2 separate regions of the Callithrix jacchus genome follow, and region 1 is linked to region 2. A link is a contact called in public Hi-C data. All regions are on one chromosome and are shown on one strand. The core of a region is the stretch at or near the end of the contact, and the rest is flanking DNA. Distances in the headings are between cores, read along the strand shown. Region 1 holds the start of PHLDA1 (pleckstrin homology like domain family A member 1). Region 2 holds the start of KRR1 (KRR1 small subunit processome component).

Evidence for each region. A called contact is a pair of places that touch in the nucleus more often than the background predicts.
Region 1: a Hi-C map of skeletal muscle shows a contact between it and region 2, with 4 times the contacts expected there. The contact joins the promoter of PHLDA1 here to the promoter of KRR1 in region 2. A contact is called at or near these places in 3 of 3 Hi-C or Micro-C datasets (induced pluripotent stem cells and skeletal muscle).

The regions. Positions count from the first base shown.
Region 1 is chr9:78,670,526-78,673,225 of calJac240_pri, reverse strand. It overlaps PHLDA1 (pleckstrin homology like domain family A member 1), which reads left to right and starts at 1,303. Exons shown (of 2, transcript XM_003733802.6): 1 at 1,303-2,582. The coding sequence starts at 1,309. The coding sequence ends at 2,556.
Region 2 is chr9:78,160,425-78,163,124 of calJac240_pri, reverse strand. KRR1 (KRR1 small subunit processome component) reads left to right here and starts at 1,425. Exons shown (of 10, transcript XM_002752776.7): 1 at 1,425-1,545. The coding sequence starts at 1,461.

The sequences.
Region 1 (2,700 bases), core at 54-2,553, 510 kb before region 2:
ATCAGACATTGTCTCTTAGACGAAGATTCAGGACGCCCTCGTGTATGAAAGTTATCCTTTGTTCTCATTACCTTGGGATTAAGTTCGAATTTCTTACCATGACACACAAAGGATTCGATTCTTGCTTAGCTCTCTAAGCTGCTCTTATGTTCTCTTCGCCTCTTGAATTCTTTGCTCTTGCCGCACAGCTAGCAGATGAGCTAATCTGTCTGTTCCAGTTTGGGCACAGTAGCAGCCCTTCCTCTTACCTTGGCCCACTCTGACTTGTCCAGCCCTGGTTTAATTATTCTTTGTGTCCTCGTGAGGGTCCGCACATACTTGGGGCTGTTTACCAAAGGGATGAATTTCCCTAGCGGGAGGCTAGATCTCAGTTAGGCTTTACTTCCCAGAAAGCGGCTTCTATACGCATTAAAATGTAGGAGTAGGAGAGTGCTGGGGACATTGCCTTCCCGGGGTCACAGATAAATGAGATTCCAAAACCAAGATCTGGCTAGGCGCTTGGAAAGAGAGACCCGCGGAGGCCAATCAGGCATTTGGAACTGGGCCTTGCAGTGTGGGATCTCAGCTCAGACGTTCCCCGGTTTGTAGTTAGAAAGCTGAGTTACTGTTTTAATAGATGTAGCACACCGTCCCGACGGGTCAAGAAGAAAGCCGAAGACGGGCTGGTGCCTGCGGTCGGGGTCGAGAAAAAGCAGGCAAGATGCGACCTGACGTGGGTCCGCCTTTCTCCACCCGTGGCAAACCCGACAGTCGCACTATTGCTTTCACAATCGCCCTCTGCAAGAAGAGCTACTTATTGACCGTGAGCGAACATGCGTGGGAAGCACGATGTCCTCTGTGCGCTCAGTTGTTTACCCAGCGTCCGGAGGAGGCACACCCGCAGGACTCGCGAACCTCGGCCCCGGCCTCCCAGCTCGCCCAGGCCACGACGCTGGCTCTGCGGGCTCTCGGTGCCCAGCGCAAATCCCCAGGGCTAATTCGCAAGGACCGAGACGCAGCACTGCCAGAAGGCAGCCCCCGCCCGCGCAGCCGGGTCCTCACTGTCCGAGGCTGTTAGCACAGAGCTTCGCCGGCCTGGGAGAAGCGGGACGCTGGGGATGGCCTCGCAGCGCCCTGTGGGCGTCGGCATTAGTCTCCAGGCAGCCAGGGCTCCTTGGGCGATCTCCCCGGGTGGAGGAGAGGAGTTTCCGGGGCTCGGGTCCCGGTCGCCTTCCAGGGGAAAGAGCGCGAAAGCAAGTGGGCGGCGAGAGGCGGAGCGAGGGACGCGGGGGGCGTGGACGCAGCCGGCTTTGGAAAGGCCCCAAGTTAATGAGGCGTGCGCCGGCTGCCGAGCGCCTCTCGGAGCTGGGCTTTCCCCCGCGGTGCGGGCGCCAGGAGCCGCCTTTTCCGCTGGGTGTCACTCGGGGGTGGGGAAGATGGCCCATTCAAAAGCGCCGCGAGGGGGCCAAGCCAGTGCCCTTCAGTGAGCGCTCGCAAGAAGACGGCAGAGGCCCGGCGGCTCGCAGCTTCGGGACCTTGTGGCGCATCAGGACGCGGCTGTCCCTCTGCCGGGACCCAGAGCCGCCGCCGTCTCTCTGCCTCCTGCGAGTTAGCTTCCTCTGCGCGCTCCGGGCAGGCGGCCGTGGGAGCCGCTGGGGCGAGGACGGCGCACGGCTGCTGCTGCTGCCCCCGGCCCGAGCGGCTGGAAGCGGAGAGGCCGAGCCTAACGGCGGCCCCGCTTATGCTGGGAGGATGCTGGAGAGCAGCGGCTGCAAGGCGCTGAAGGAGGGCGTGCTGGAGAAACGCAGCGACGGGTTGTTGCAGCTCTGGAAGAAGAAGTGCTGCATTCTCACCGAGGAGGGGCTGCTGCTCATTCCGCCCAAGCAGCTGCAGCAGCAGCAGCAGCAACAGCAGCAACAGCAGCAACAGCAACAGCAGCAGCAGCAACAGCAGCAACAGTCCGGGCAGGGGCCGGCGGAGCCGTCCCAACCCAGCGGCCCCGCTGTCACCGCCCTCGAGCCGCCGGTCAAGCTCAAGGAATTGCACTTCTCCAACATGAAGACCGTGGACTGTGTGGAGCGCAAGGGCAAGTACATGTACTTCACTGTGGTGATGGCAGAGGGCAAGGAGATCGACTTTCGGTGCCCGCAAGACCAGGGCTGGAACGCGGAGATTACGCTGCAGATGGTGCAGTACAAGAATCGTCAGGCTATCCTGGCGGTGAAGTCCACGCGGCAAAAGCAGCAGCACCTGGTCCAGCAGCAGCCCCCACTGGAGCAGCAGCCGCAGCTCCAGCCTCAGCCCCAGCCCCAGCCCCAACCCCAACCCCAGCCTCAGCCCCAGCCCCAGCCCCAGCCCCAGTCACAGCCCCAGCCTCAGCCCCAACCCAAGCCTCAGCCCCAGCAGCCCCACGCGTATCCGCATCCACATCCACATCCGCACGCTCATCCGCATCCGTATCCACACACTCACCCGCACCCGCACCCGCATCCGCATCCGCGCCAGATACCGCACCCGCAGCCGCACTCGCTGCCGCACGGACACCGGCTTCTCCGCAGCACCTCCAACTCCGCCTGAAGAGGGCAGCTCCCGGGCCAGACAAGGTAGGGTCCCGGCACTCGCACTCCCGCGGTGTGGGTCTCAGAATGTTGGGAAGAGTAGGCAGCCTGTTCACAGGTTCGGATCCTGTGTGGAGAAATGAGAACTCTTTCCAAGTTTCTG
Region 2 (2,700 bases), core at 176-2,675:
ACTCAGAGATAAGACAATGCTGAAATTCAAGTCCAAGGGACTTGTGCTGCATAATTCTTCTTTCTCAGGGGAGGTCAGTCTTTTTTTTCTATTCAGGTCTTCAATTGATTGGATGAGGATTACCCACAGTATAGAGGAAAATCTGCCTTACTCAGAGTTCACTGATTTGAATGTTAATCTCATCCAAAAGCACTCCCACAGAAACATCCATAAAAATGTTCGATCAAATATCTGGATAACATTACCCAGTGAAGTTGACAATAAAAATTAACCATCACAAATATCTACTAATATGTTTTCCTTATTTTTCTATTGAATTGCTTACATCTTTTTATCACCTTGAATATTATTGTAATCAACCCATTAAATGTTTTGTGAATATTTTCCCCATCTCTATTATATCTTTTATTTTTCTTACACTATTTCTCATCATTTTAAATTTTAAATTATTATTTTGAATCAGTGAGTCACTGAAATTGAGATGAAAATTTGGACACCATCATTTTGATCATCACTATTGAGTTTCTAGTCTTCTAAGATGATTTTAAGAGATTTTTCAATATTTATTTTCAATATGTATTCAATAAATATGATATTTAGTTATTAGTCAATATTTATTTGAAATCGTTCTTTCAATTCTAATGCATTTTTGAAAGATGTTGAAATTAGATCATCTGTCCTTTTCCAAAAAAAGGAATCTAGAGCACACAGTTCTCACACGTGGAAACTATTGTTTAGAGGTTTTAAAAGTTTAAAACTTTCATATGTAATATTGATTGCAATGTTTAATTCTTAGAACTAGTCGAATTTATTTATTCCATACCATATTTATTTTTAAAAGTTTTCTTCGAAATTGCTTAAAACATAGTCTAAGCAAATTGTTGAAATATTGTTCTCATTTAATTTGACTGTCAATTTTAATTTTTAGTAAGTATATATAGGTACTATTTCCTCTTGTAAAGCCAACATATTTTTCACAATAAATAGTAGCTATTCCTGTCACTTCCTGCAGTGAGACCCATATAAATTATATTCTCGTATTTTTATTTCCTCCCGATATCTAGTGCATATTTGGCCATCATCTAAATATTCATCAAAAGAATAAACGACTTCCATGACAGCCTGGTAGCACTCCGCAGTCCGGTGGTCCAGGTTACAACGTGAGGCCGAGGAAACTACGGATTACTATCCAATTTGCCTGCACCGCTTGCTAAACTACAATTCCCAGTACGCAAACTCCATGGTTGCAGTGCATCCTGGGAGAAGGTTTCCGGCTCTTCAATTGGCCAAGTAGGAGAAGCTGTGGGTTGGGCAAAAACGCGGGCCTTAACGCACGTACGCACGGAGACTGCGCAGGTCTCCTCGTCTGAGTTCCGAGGAACTCATTTTGAGTGTGGGTATTTTAGCACGTAGGACTTAAAAACAGTTACACATCCGGCGCCACCGGAAGCAGCTTTAAAATGGCGTCTTCCTCGCTGGAGCGGCCAGAAAAAGCTGCTGGAAAAAGTGAATTTCGTAACCAGAAGCTGAAGCCGGATAACCAAGGTGATGTTATGTGGGAACCGAAGCCTGGGGTTTGTGGACGTTGAGTTGCGATGTTTCTTTCGTTGTTTGTTGACTTATAAAACCACCTGGAGCCTGTTCTTTGTAGTTAAGTACCGGAATTGCTGATGATTAAGATTGTTAGCCGGGCCCACCGGAACGACTAGCCGATATGGTGTCACCCACGTGTTCCTAACTATTTCTTTTGCTGAAGGGTCCCCCAAGCGAAGCTCTTGCGGAATGCGTATTCTGTAAAAGGATGAGGGTTGAGAAAATGTCCAGGGCGCTGCGGAACCTGGTAGCGCGCGGGTGGCCGAAAGTCACTGACGGAATGAGAAATAGGGTGAGGTGGAAATAGGTAGTCATGACATACAGGTGTGGACCCTGATAATGGAGTGAGATGTGGGGAAAGGAGCTGACATGCCCTTAGCTTTAGTTTGTCAGTAAAGAAATTTTAATAGATTTATCAATTATTCCTGTGTCATATTGCTAAAATATTAGACGACACAGTTCTTACTCTTTAGATTGTGCTACCTTTCAATTAACTCCTGCGTTATAGTCTGGTTTTACCCATTTTCTTCAGTATGAGTGACAGAGATAGTCAGAGAAATAGCCTGGGGACCTGCTCAACCAGGCTATAGGAAGTGTTAAAAACATCGAACTCTCAATTTAGATACATTGGGAAAGTAGTAAAGGTTTTTTTGTTGTGGCTCATTAAGTGGTTATGTAATGTAAATAGCAGAGGTTACAACTTATATACAGTTTAAATAATAAAAACATGCAAGAACCTAGCATTCAGACTACTAAGTAGAATAGAGCAAGCATTACTATACCCCTCAAACCCTTATGTACACCTCTCAGATCATATTCTCTTTTCCAGATTCAGAAGTAACCACTCTGAATTGTATTATTTTCTTTTCCTCTTCTTGTAGTCACGAAGTGGCTTAATTTTGCGTCATTTTCAATTTTATACATCAAAGTGGACTGTATGCATTTTTCTGTGTCTTCTAAGGTTTAGCTTTCTGTTTTTCAAACAGGGTAATACCCGTAGGTGTAGTTTTAGTCTTTTCACTGTTACATGGTGTTTCCTTGAATGAATATACCCCAATTTATTTTTTCATTTTACCGTTGGTGGACATTTGGATTGTTCACATTGCT